Regions from separate parts of the Zea mays genome. Here region 1 is linked to region 2. Evidence: chromatin contacts called from public Hi-C data. All regions are on one chromosome and are shown on one strand. The core of a region is the stretch at or near the end of the contact, and the rest is flanking DNA. Distances in the headings are between cores, read along the strand shown. Region 1 holds the start of LOC103652919 (pentatricopeptide repeat-containing protein At5g06540). Region 2 holds the start of LOC100501077.

Region 1 (6,822 bases), core at 3,460-5,959, 320 kb before region 2:
CTGGACATGGCTTTGCTGGGCTCACGCGTCTCTCACCGGTGGGGAGGCATCCGATTTGGTAGGAAATCTGGGAGCTGGTAGATCCACTGGGCAGATTTGTTGGCCAATGAAAAACAGTGGTTGGTGAGAACATGTCATGTAACCTCATGTCAGGGGTAGGATTCAGAAAATATACTTGTTCTGCCTTCATCATCCTATTATGATAGATCCATTCCAGTACAATACTAAGGCCGTCTGCAGCAGTCTACCCAAAGTTTACCTAAAAACACTGTTTTGTACTTTCTACACTATAGTGTTCGCAGAGTGAAGTTTGAATATGAGTATAGAGATGAGTAATTTGTTGGAGATAGCCTAAGAGTCTAAACTAGCACTTAAGATAGCCTATAAAGGGGTGTGCAGTGTCAAATAGCTCTGAAATCCCTGGCCTTGAGGAACTTTTGGCTCTGGGATGCTAGGGCAGCTAGCACTGTGGGCCAAAATTGCAAGTTCTGATATTCCTCATCTTGTCTCAAGCTCACTTTATTTTTGGTTTTTACTTTTAGTACAGCACACATATATATAGATGATTTCAAGTTAGTGACAATATGTACAGCTGGTTTTGCATTTGATATTACGAGAAACACACGTTTCATGTCACTGATTATATATGAGATGTAATGTGACTGTCCCTGTGCAGATGAAACATCATGTGGATCACCGAGATGGATAGGGAGAGGCCTCTCGTGTGTGTGCATCAAGCGGAAAGGCACATATGAAAGGATATGCATGAACCTCACACCAGTGCAGGTAGCAGACTAACAGCTAATTGTTACAATTATTGTGCAGGAGTTTCTATGATGGCAAGTGACAACTCAAAAGGATTTCCAAGGGCTTTTCCTTTAAGCTATTATTAGTTTCTTACAGTCCAATGAGTGTTTGGTGGTCCTGTGTGACTTCAACGTACAATTTGAACTCTGAAGGGTAGACATGGCAAAATAGGTGGTCCTGCTCAAAAAATTGTCTGAAGAATGTCTTTCCATATGCACCAAGATTTTTATTGGCGGGAAATCCTTAATTGTGTATCACATATTAGGTTAAAAGTAGTAAAGCTAATGACTTCAATAGGCAAGTTGCTTAATGAGACTGAAACCACTTGTTATTCTATTCCGAATTGTTGGTAATTTGCAGGAAGAAAGGCTTCAGAGATTGAAGCATCGCATGAAGGTTTACTTTGATCCATCTAGACGAGATCACCAGGTGAGATTTCTGCCATAAGTATGTTAAATGTTTCATTCAATTGGTTAGCTCTGCACTTGCGCTTCTCAATACAATGCGGGAAGTACTGAATTGCATAGAACTTCCTCCAAAAACAATTGTATTGTTTTTCAAGGTTTAAAACAAAGTACTTACCCTTTCTTTGCCACTGTGAATCTTGTGCTTTCCTGTACAAGTACAACTACTTGCATGGGTACTTAAGATTCTATATATGCATGCATCACTTTCAGCTTGAATACTTTAACAACTCTACTTCTGAGAACTGAGATCATTAAATCAGCCTATGTACTTGGCTACATAGTTTTTTGGTATTGAATCATAGATATATGATGGCAATTAGGAACTAAAAAGTTACGCAAAATGTTTAGTACTGCATAATCAGTTGGCATTAGTTTCTATACACGGATAGTTATGTGGTACAACGTAAAAATATAATTATGTAGTACTAAATTGTGAAAAAATTATGCATACATTAGAAATCAGCAAGTACATATTTATATTGCAAAATGTTTACTGCTGACTTCTCAGCTTGGCAGTAGTTTTTCCACATGGTTAGTTATGTCTCTGTTTATTTTGCTATCTCAATCAACTGAACCCTGATACAGCAAATATACTAACAATGACACAGGAAGCCCTGAAAGCTCTTTGGCATGCAACATACCCTGATCAAGAACTTGAAGGTTTGATATCTGAGCAGTGGAAGGACATGGGCTGGCAAGGAAGAGACCCATCAACTGACTTTAGGTACACAATGACCAATCCAAACCAGAATTCCTCAGAGTGCCTTTGGAAGTGCATGCAGCTCTAGTACCAAATCAAGTGACCTTTGATTCTTTTGTGACAGAGGCGCAGGATTCATATCCCTGGAGAATCTTTTGTTCTTTGCCAAGACGTTCTCCGTAAGCAATATGTACTGGCTGTTTCATTATTTGAAAGTGCCGTAGTCTTGCTGGTGAGTAACAATCTTATTTTTACTTCCGCAGGCATCGTTTCAGAGACTTCTAAATAAACAGTGCGGTAACAGAGCCACATGGGAGTACCCATTTGCGGTTGCTGGTGTAAATATTACATTCATGATCATGCAGATGCTAGATCTCCAGTCTAGTAAGCACTGACCCGAACTCTCCAATGTCACCTGGGTATGACTACAAAATGTGATTTTCTGAACTTTGATGTTAATGTTAACAACAGCTAAGCCAAGAACATTTGTGCGAGCCATTTTTATCCAAATGCTCTCAGGTAGGACTGTTATAGTTGATTTTTTTTCTTTATTTTTTGCTCTGGCATGTGAAAGAATGCCATCAGTGTCCAACAACTTGCTCTTGATTTCCTTGACACAGAGGATGAGTGGGCATTTGATCTGCTCTACTGTGTCGCATTTGTTGTGATGGACAAGCAGTGGCTGGACAAGAATGCATCTTACATGGACTTCAATGTACGTTCTGAGAATATGAACATTTCATCCTATGTTTCAACTCAAAGTGCAAATGTTCTACTGATCTCATGCTTGTGGTGCCACTACCAGGAGGTGCTGAAGTCGACACGAGCCCAGCTGGAGAGGGAGCTTATGCTGGACGATGTCATCCGCATCGAAGACATGCCGTCATACAGCCTGCTTTGCTAGTAACCAAAACACCGAATTCGCCGGAGAACAGAACTGAGTTGATGGTTCAACTGTATAGTACCTCCCTTTGTCTGATTTCTGGGAGGATTTTTTTTAGCAACAAAGTAGAGTGATGACGTACTGGTATCATGCTTAATTTGGGCTAATGATGGTGATATGCACATTCTCAGAAGTGTTACAATGTTCTGTACTTGTCTAAGCATTTGTCAGATATCTAATATTGATCATTTGATCCACCCATCATTCTCCTATCTGCATCATCTTTTCTGGGGATTGCCATAAACTTTCATGAGCACAACGGGGAACTAGACCAGCACATTTCCTTGTGGTGGCGATAACTATGGTTGCTCCAGTGACCCATCACCATTAACTGCGCTTGCCCCAGGGATTTTAGAGAGCCTCGCTCCCTTCATCACCTTCCTCAGCTTGTCCACGTCCTGCCACCTACCAGCCTCGGCATACAAGTTGGACAGTACCACATACACTCCATGGTTACTGGGATTTAGTTTCAGCATCTCCACCGCTGCCCGCTCCGCAATCTCAATGACACCGTGGTTCTTGCAGGCCGTCAGGAGTGCTCCCCATATCACGGTGTCCGCCTTGCATGACATCTCCCGTATCATATCCTCCGCTTCCGATAAGAGGCCAGCACGGCCAAGGAGGTCCACCATGCATCCGTAGTGCTGGATTCCTGGAACGATCCCGAAGTCCTTCTCCATGGACCTGAACAGCCGGCGGGCCTCGTCCAGCAGCCCTGGGTGGGAGCACGCCGAGAGTGCCCCGACGAGTGTGGTCGCATTCGGTGGCACACCCTCCCGCTGCATCCGTCTGAAAAAGTCGAGTGCACGCTCACCGTGCCCGAGGTTCGCCAGCCCCGAGATGAGAGGGTTCCATGCAGCCGGCACGCGCCGCTCTGGCAGCCCGTCGAACACTGCCAAGGCCTCCTCAATGGCGCCATTTTTGACGTACATGTCGACCAGCGCCGTGCCGAGGATGGGACCAACTGCCACGCCCCGTGCCACCATTAGGTCGTGCACGTGACGGCCCATCTCGAGCCCGCCCGACGGCGACCGCGCGCACGCAGACAGCACCGAGGCCAGCGCGGCGCCGCAGGGCTCGAAGCCCACGCGGACCATCTGGACGAACGCCGCCATCGCGTCCTCGTGCCTCCCGTTCTGCGCGTACGCGGAGACCATGGTAGTGTACACGGCCGCGTTCCGCTCGGGCACCTCGTCGAACACCCTGCGCGCGGGGCGGAGAAGGCCCGCCACGGAGTAGGCCCGAACGAGGCCATTGGCGACGTAGGCATCGAGGTGGACCCCGTGCCGGACGGCGAGCGCGTGGAGCTGTTCGGTGACGGGGAGAGAGAGCGGAAGGCGCGCGGCGGCCTTCAGGAGGAAGGGGAATGTGTGCCGGCCGGGCACGAGGGCTCCAGTGCCGTGGATGCGGGAGAAGAAGGGGAATGCGGTGGCCGGGTCCGGGGAGGAAGCGAGCACGCGGAGCGTGGTGTTGAACATGAAGGAGTTGGGCGCGCAGGGCAGGGAGGAGAGGAGCGCGAGTGCGGCGGCAGCGGGATCCGGAGAGAGCGCGACGTAGGCGTCCAGGAGCCGGGACGCGGCGAAAGCGTCCTCGGCGAGGCGGCCGGAGACGAGCATGGCGGCGTGCACGCGGGCTAGGGCGCAAGGTGTAGCGCAACGATCGGCGAGGAGTGAGAGGTTCGGGCGGAGGCTGACGCGCGTGCCGATGGCAGCCGCGACGAGCGGCGCCGAAGGCATATTTGGATCGTGTGCCTTCGATGCTCGGTAGATCCGTAGATGGGGAGGTGCCGAGCGGAAAAGGAAGAATGGTAATCAAAAGTCTGTCTAGGTATGTATTTGAGCATCTCTGTCCAACAGCTCCAAAATAGTTTTTTTAAAACTTTATTTTAGAGAAATAGTAGAAAAACCATATTCAATAGCTCTTGTTATGTACTCCTAATTTATTTGGTGCTTCAAACCCATAGCTTAAGCTTCTTGGCACAAATATACACCGAGTTGCCAACGTCTAATCCGGATGGCTTGCGCAGGCGTCGGGGGCACGTATGGGGATTGGGGAGTTCTTCCCCTGTTTTCCAAGGAACAGCGAACAAATCTAGCAAGACTATCAGGAACAGCGAACAAATCCTTTCTTAAAAAAAGTTGGGTTTAAGCATGGATTTATATTACCATCTCCCTGTCAAATAGATAAAAAAAGGGACCATTCTCAAACAACTCCTTAAATATCTCCCAAGCCAAATATTGGACTTGGCTGTAAAGCCTGGAATATAGTCTCTAGGACTCTAGTCATTTAAGAAATAATAAAAGAGTCATTTTGATTATGTGACTTATTATTGAGACATATTTCCTTTTTAGATAAATATCAAATAAACACGTGAACTTATGCATCATGCTACAATTTCTTTGTTTGTGCATCAAACTCAAACTTATATTTAAAACAAATCTAGCTTCAAATTGAAATTTGAGATCTGAGAATATGGGAGCAAAAGAATTAAAGAATGGAAAGAAAAAAATAATACTATTTCAAACCGTAGAAGTATTATTCATATTAGGATTTTATTGGATATTTGGAAGGTTGAAGTTCAAAACAGGAATTTAAATTTAGTTTGAATCCTTGAATTTGAAAATAGAAAAAGACAAGAAAAGAAGAAAACAAAAGAGAAGACAACCGCCTACGAAAAGGGTTGGGGTTTACCTTTCACGCCGCAGACCCAGGGCGCGCGCTGTCCCGGGGGAGGGGCCCGCTAGTCCGTCACCGTCCCTCACAACATCGCGGCACCGACATGTGGGACCAAAGACCAACCACACCGAAGCAACAACGTGCCCCCGCGTCAGTCCTGTGGCTGATATCACCGGACCACTGGTCAGTCACCCATCGCAGGTGAGGCGCGCCCGTGCCAAGTACTGCATGTCGGGCCCACTGCTCAGCCATTCAGTACAGCACCCGTGCCATACTCGCTGCCAAGTGGACCACCGGGCTCTTATGCATCTTTTATCTCGCGGCTTCCCTCTATAACAACCCGCCGCCAATCTCGCCGCCAGCGGGGAGTTAGCTGGCGCCCCAACTGTCTCACCTCGTCCATATATGGAGTCGTGTATCGTCGACCTCCCCCTTCCCCATCCATCTGTGCTAGGAATCCATGCACCACCGGCCATTGCTGAGAGAAACCAAGAGAGGGTGTGGGTGCGGCCCGATTCAAATTAGTGAGCTCGTCGTCGTGTCCTCGGAATCATGCCTAGGTGTTTCACCGTGCCTCGAGGATAGTGTCTGTGGCCTCGCTGCGGTGGATTGGTGACCAAGGGCCTCAGAATTTGTTGTCGGGGCACAAGCTCCACCATGTGTCCGCCGTGCACCGTGGCCGGGAGTCACTGCCACGCTGCCGTCGTCACCTCCTTTTCTTCGCATAGCACCGAACAGGGATCGAATTAGGTTGTCGAGTTGGGAATCAGGGTTGCTTCGGCGAACCTCCGTCGTGCACGTTGGGGGCGGCGCCGCCCTGTTCGTCCGATAGTGTTGCGGGTCCGTGCGCCGTCGGATCCAACGTCGATGGCCCGGATTAGAAGTAGGATACCAGTTCGGGGGGAAGGCATCTGGAGCGTTGATGATAGATCAGGCGAACCACGTCGGTTTGATCAACATAAAATCCGGGTCGTGCATACATTATCTTAGGGTTCCTATTGAAGACCGATTCATTATAATGATAATTTAATCCTGACCGTAGATCCAAGATCCATCGGCTCCAGTGCAAGGATACCCCTTCGTCGATCCCATTTTGTAAAAGAGCCCTACCCTTTTTACATATCAACCCGTCGTCCCCCTCTATGTTGAAAACATAGCAGATATGTCCTGATTTTAACAATCTAAACCCTGAACTATTAGAAAATCCTAGCCACAACCCAGAAGTTAAA
Region 2 (6,430 bases), core at 3,658-6,157:
GTTCCAAAGAACCTAGTCCTCGTTGAGGAGGTCACAAAGACCGGGTCTATTTCAACCCTTTCCCTCCCTCAAACGGTCACCTAGACCGAGTGAGCCTTCTTTCTTAATCTCACGGGTCAGTAAGACCCCGCAGGGACCACCACACACTTGGTGTCTCTTGCCTCGCTTACAAAGCACTTGAGAATAAGAATGGGAAAATAAAAAGGCCAAGCCAAGCAACAAGAGCAACAAGGAACACAAATACACCCTCTCTCAAGTCCCTGATGGAATTGAGTGAATTTGGAGGCTTAGAGAGGATTCAATCTATTTGATGTGTCTTGGAGTGGAGTCTTTTGCTCTTGTATTGAATGAGATGTTTGGAATGCTTGGATGGATATGAATGAGGTGGTTGGGGGTATTTATAGCCCCCAACCACTTCCATAGCCGTTGGGGAGGCTGCTGGCGATGGGCGCACCGGACAGACATTGTTCCTTGTTCAGTGCGCTGCCACGTCACCCAACCGTTAGGGTTCGGAGCTGGGTCGACCGTTGGAGCTTTGTCTTCTTGTGGCACCGGACAGTCCGGTGCCCCTCTAACTTTGCTGCTCTGACTCTGCGCGGCACTGTAGCGTACTGTTCATCTGTGCAGAGTCGACCGTTGGCGCAGATAGCCGTTGCTCCGCTGGCTCATCGAACAGTCCGGTGAATTATAGCGGAGGGCGCCATGGAATTTCCGAGAGTGGCTGGTTGGTATCTGTATGGTCCTGGTGCACCGGACAGTCCGGTGTGCCAATTTGCAGCACACTTGAGTTCTTTTGCTCCAACAAAATTGTGTCCCTGACTTGTTTTTTTTCTTGGCTTGTGTTGAACCTTATGCACCTGTAATACATGAATTATAGACAAACTAGTTAGTACATGTGTTTGTGTTGACTATCAACCACCAAAATTAATTATAGGAAATGGTTAACCCTATTTCCCTTTCACAAGGTCAAGGCAATCTCTTCGCAACTTAGCTTAAAGAGCGGGTGATATAAACTTCTTGATATTGTCCACAAATCTGGAGACTCTCAAGCAACCTCTATCCATCAAGGAACACAAGGTTCCAAGGTTAAAAAATTCGCACAAGAATTAAGTTTACAACGAGCTCAAGAGAAAGAGAGGGAAAATAGAGCAATGAAATCACCAACAAGTTCACCAAACTTCACCTCACACCAAGGGTCCTCCAAGTGATTGAAGGGGATGGGATTTGAGGTGTGAGAGAGGAAGTAAATGCACTTATTTGAGAGTTGGTCAGCCAAGAATTCGTGTATGGGGCAAGAGTGAATGAGGAGAGAGAGGGCTACGGGTATATAAAGGAACCCCAAAAGGTAGCTGACCATTTGACCTTTCTGCTCAAATACCGACTAACCTAATATTAAAATCGGCTGAGACGATATCCAACAGAGAGTAATTTAGTCGATCCACCGGCTGAGTAGCAATGTGGACCAGGAGAAAAAACCGACTTAGCCGGGCTAGAAACCAACTGAGCCGGTATCCAGCAGAGAGAATTCTGGCTGACTGCTCGACTGAGCAAGGAGTTGGACTAGAACAAAAAACCGGTTGAGCCAGGCCAGAAACCGGCTGAGCCGGTATCTAGTATAGAGAATCCTGATCTAGTGACCGACTGAGTAGGGGGTCGACCGATTTTCTATAGAAAGCGGTCTGGCTGAGTAAGGAACTTGACCGGCTGTCACCAAAATCATCCATGACTAAAACTCGATTTTTAGAGGACTTTGAAGAGAAAAAGGTTGAGCTCATCATAAAAACTTACTTGTGTGTATCCCTCTTAATTGAACGGTGAATCCTACGACTCAAGAATTATAAAAAAATTTAAGTGCTCATCGAACGAAAACACATGAAGCACGCCATATGATGTATATAATTAATCCACAATGAATTATCCTCTTTTAAACATAGAATTTGTGCTCCTCCTGTTCTTGAAACAACTAAACACATACTGGGAGCAAACTTGTTAGAAACTTTATTTGTTTTGTCATTTAATCAACAAAACCCTCAAACAGGGTTGATTGCACTTACAACAACAATGTTTTCTTCATCGTTAATTATAAAAATCTCACGTTTTTTGCAAAGTTAATTTTCAATCCCGACATAAGCTCATAAAGATAAAGCGTAAGCTTAAGATGTATGGCTTTCTCCAGATCACCCTTGATGCACAAAATGGTATCATCAGCATACTATAAAATAACTATGTGATCACACAGACCCGTAATCAAATCATTCTCCTAAGCTTTATGAACCATTCTAGCAAGGCAATCTGCTACAAAGTTAAAGAGGATAGGAGACAAAGGGCCACCTTGCCTGACCCCTTATAACTTATGATATATTTGCCCAATTGATTATTGACTTTTACTCTTACAGTCCTCCTTCAGTCACATTGTGAATCCAACTAATCCATTTGGAACAAAAACCTCTTTTATAAAGGCAATAGAAAAGAAACTCCCAACGAACTTTGTCATAAGCTTTTTCAAAATCAAGCTTAAGAATGATCCCAACCTCCTTTTGTTTTTTGTCTCATGCAAGATTTCATGAAGGGTCATCGTCCCACACATGATACTTCTCCCAATCTCCCTTTCATAAAGGCAGTCTATTGTTTGTTAATAAGTTTTTGAGCATCACGTTCAATTCGCATAGTCAAGATCATAGTAATCCATTCGTATAAACAATCAGTAAGCAAATGGGCCTATATTGTTGGATCTTTGAAGCTTCCTTGACCTTAGGGAGAAGGGAAATGATATCGTAATTAATTTTACTTACATTGATCTTTTTCACTATGAAACTCTTCAAACACCTCAATTATGTCTTTCCTTATAATGCCCAACAACTTTGATAGAATTCAGAAGGAATATTGTCAAGCGAATCAGCTTTATTTTTTCCATATGGAACAAAGCTCTCTTGATTTCATCCTTATAGAAAGGTCTACAAAGATTATAATTGCCAATCTCATCCAAATTGTCTACATTATCCCAAATATCATCATCTATTTGAAACAAGTTGCCTGGGACATGGCCAAAAAGATCAGAGTAGTACATGGTAGCATGCTCTACCAAATTATCTTATCCTTCAATTCCCTTGACATCCTCTTCAAAAACTCAATATATATATATTCCTTTTTTTGCCATTGGCAACTCTATGGAAAATTTCATTGTTACCATCGCCCTTAAAAAGCCAAGTTTCATGATATCTCTGTTTCAGTAAATCTACTCTTCCTCCATCATCATCATATTTTAACCTAACATCCTGACTTTTTGTTCCGTCTAGGGGCCATTTAGGCCCCTCTCCTCCTCAATCCGCTCCAGCTCGGCTAACCAAAATTGGTTTTGATTGTTCCTTTTTTTTCCTTTTTCTACCTTTTTCATTCCAGTCCTAGCTTTTTAGAAACTATTTGCAAAGCTCCAGCTTTTGCTGAACTTTATCAAGAGCACTCTTAGTTCTACAAGGCTTCCCCCCAGATTCTTTCTATATTTTCCAAAAACTTTGGATGGGAGAGCCAACCAATTTCAAAATGAAAGACAGATTGTTTATTATCATTCACTGTTTTAGTTAACATGACTGGGGGGCTGTGGTTAGATAATTCCCGAGGGAGCTTTCTAACGTGGACCAAAGGATAAATGACCTCCCACTATTTGCTCGTAAAAATAGGGTTGGGTCATTTTGTGGCTATTTGACCAAATGAAGCCTCCACCAGGCATCTGGATCTCTATCAATTCATACTTATGAATCAAATCATTGAAACGGTCAGAATGCTTATGCATACCACCTTTTTATTTTTTTCATTAGAAATATATGATTAATTGAAACGATTTTTGAAACTTGTACACATTTAAAAAACACAAATGCAATCAGTGTAAATGGAACAACCAACTCTATACTCTATGATTAATTGATTTAATTTAGAAAACAATGTTTATCTAAAGTAAAATTCCAACCATATTATTAAGGCTCTCTTTGGAAGCACCAAGTTTTTAAGAAGCTGGTTTATAGAATTTGAGGTGGTTTCAAACATACCAGTTTATAACTCAGTTTATAGAAATTAGACGCTCAGTTCCTTAAAAACCAAGAAGTTGGTCTCTTCTAGCTAAAAGATAAAATATGGTTCTTAAAAACTGGGTTGCTTTCAAACATAGCCTAAGAGCATCTACAAGAGAGGCTTTAAACATGATCCTATTTTAAATATATGGCTTAAAACAATAAAACATCCTTCTAACAACGACCCTAATTTATAAAATTTCATCAAAGGATTATAAGACTCGTTCTCTCGGATCCTAAATATAGTATCCCATATACTGGAGCCATATCTTCATTTTCACTTATTTTCCAACTATTTATTTTCTAATAATATGATTTATTTGCTAAATAACATTATTTAAAACCTGACTGTTGGAGTAAACATTTTTTTGAACCCTACATATATTCAATATGGTTCTATTTTAAAATTTTCGACTCTATTTTAGGGTTTATTGTTGGAGATGCTCTAAGAGTACACAATAATCTAGAAAAACTGAGAACTCATAGTTTTAATTGTCCTCCATGTGAACACCCAAATTCCAAAAGAAATATGATGCGACGAAAATTCCTATGAAGTGGATCTCGGACTTGAAGTTAAGTTATATTTTTATTTATTTATTTATTTTGCAAAATATACTAATACCTTCGAATGTGGGCCGATCTTATGCCCAAATCTCGAATCCCGAACACCAACTCAGTCCAACCTAGCCCATGGGCCATGTAACACCACCACAGTTGCCTGCTGCGCGGGAAGCCGTTGCCCATTGGCGCCAAAATTTCCCGCCACTCCCGCCTGCCCGCTCCACCACCTCCCCGTCATAACATCCCACACCGCTCCATTTCTCCCGCCCCCGTCTGCCCTCCGCCCCCTAAACCCTAGCCGTTTCCCATAGCCGCTCGCCCCAGCCTCCTCTGCCCAGAGACTTTTCTTTGCGGCCGAAATGGTAAGCGCTCGAGTTCTCCGCCTCGTCCTCCTACCGCGCTTGCGTCGCTGCAAGATCTGATCTCCTCTTGCTGTGGTTTTGTGGCGTTTTCGTCGTGCAGGATGACTCGGAGAACAACGCACCCTCGACGCCGGGGTCCCCCGGGTTCAGCACCGACCGGCTGCCACCCAACACCACCACCAGCCGCGGCGCCACCGACCCGTCATCTTACTCCGACGACGATGGCGAAGCTGAGGTCGATCCTCACGTGCTACCCGATGACGACGACCCCGCCGCTGTAGCGGCTCCCGACGAGGACGAGGAGGGGGAGGACCTCTTCAACGACAACTACCTCGAGTAAGCCAACTCGAATCTGACCCGGCCAACTGGGGCTGGTATTTCGGGGATATGCTGTGGGTTTTGGGGCGGTTCGGTAATTGGGACCAGGGGATCTAGTAGATGCCGTGGGTTGATTAGCAGATGCGATGGTTTTTGGCCTGTGGTTTGGTGAGATATCTGCGGTTCAAGGATTTGTTATGATTTACCTCATAATGTAGGCAAATTGTGGCATTTAGAGAAGAAATGGTCAATTTATTGACTAAATTTGTTAAAAAGTCAACTAATTAGATTGTCCTCGGCGGAATGATATTGTACTTATTAGGTAATTGTAGGAGAGTAGCTAACTGAGAGACTTAACTAATATTTGCTGGATTGATTGAAATGAACTTAAATCTACTATGTTTTATTGAAAACAACCAACTTTTAGTTCTTGGTTGTGCATCCAAATTTGCTAAATTTATCGGTCTGAAGGAAACCCACTTAATCCATCTCGAAATTTGCTAAATTGAAGTGCCTTGCATGACTCTCTGCCCATAAACGCAGATACCCAGGCACACCATCTTCGACGAGAGATTTATCAAGTGGCTCTGCTGCCTTGATACGAATTTATGTTTAACTTACACATTGTTAGTTAACTCAAGTTACTGTATGTTCCCAAAATTGGGAATTTGGACTTGCACACTTTGCTTTGAGGGTCGCTGTTGGAGCTTTTATATGATTGCGATGAATGATCCAATATATCTAGCCAACACAAACCATATCTGCTGACTGTCAGTTTTGTTTTTTTGTTTCCACATTCACTCCTTTTTTCCTGATTGCAGTGATTACCGAAGGATGGATGAGCATGATCAATATGAGTCAGTTGGTTTAGATGATTCACTCGAGGATGAGAGGAATCTTGATGAAATCATGGCTGATCGAAGGGCCGCGGAAGCGGAGCTTGATGCAAGGGAAGTGAGGACTGGTGCAACAGCTGATAGGAAGCTGCCACGAATGCTCCACGATCAGGGTAATGGCTCCAAGACAAGAGATAGTTCCTGTTGGATATTAGAGCAAATATGTTATTTTGAACTTATGTTCTTGATTAAACTACCAAATGAATATTTGATATTGAACTTATGTTGC

Evidence for each region. A called contact is a pair of places that touch in the nucleus more often than the background predicts.
Region 1: a Hi-C map of leaf shows a contact between it and region 2, with 5 times the contacts expected there. The contact joins the promoter of LOC103652919 here to the promoter of LOC100501077 in region 2. A contact is called at or near these places in 2 of 25 Hi-C or Micro-C datasets (leaf and tassel).

What each region holds. Positions count from the first base shown.
Region 1 is chr4:20,595,941-20,602,762 of Zm-B73-REFERENCE-NAM-5.0, reverse strand. It overlaps LOC103652919 (pentatricopeptide repeat-containing protein At5g06540), which reads right to left and starts at 4,709. Exons shown (of 1, transcript XM_008679912.2): 1 at 2,526-4,709. The coding sequence starts at 4,653. The coding sequence ends at 3,217. It overlaps LOC100217198 (ELMO/CED-12 family protein), which reads left to right. Exons shown (of 8, transcript NM_001143557.1): 2 at 677-1,236; 3 at 1,883-1,998; 4 at 2,099-2,153; 5 at 2,238-2,358; 6 at 2,446-2,493; 7 at 2,595-2,689; 8 at 2,780-3,034. The coding sequence starts at 1,117. The coding sequence ends at 2,878.
Region 2 is chr4:20,279,133-20,285,562 of Zm-B73-REFERENCE-NAM-5.0, reverse strand. LOC100501077 reads left to right here and starts at 4,907. Exons shown (of 17, transcript NM_001322403.1): 1 at 4,907-4,987; 2 at 5,088-5,323; 3 at 6,127-6,314. The coding sequence starts at 4,985.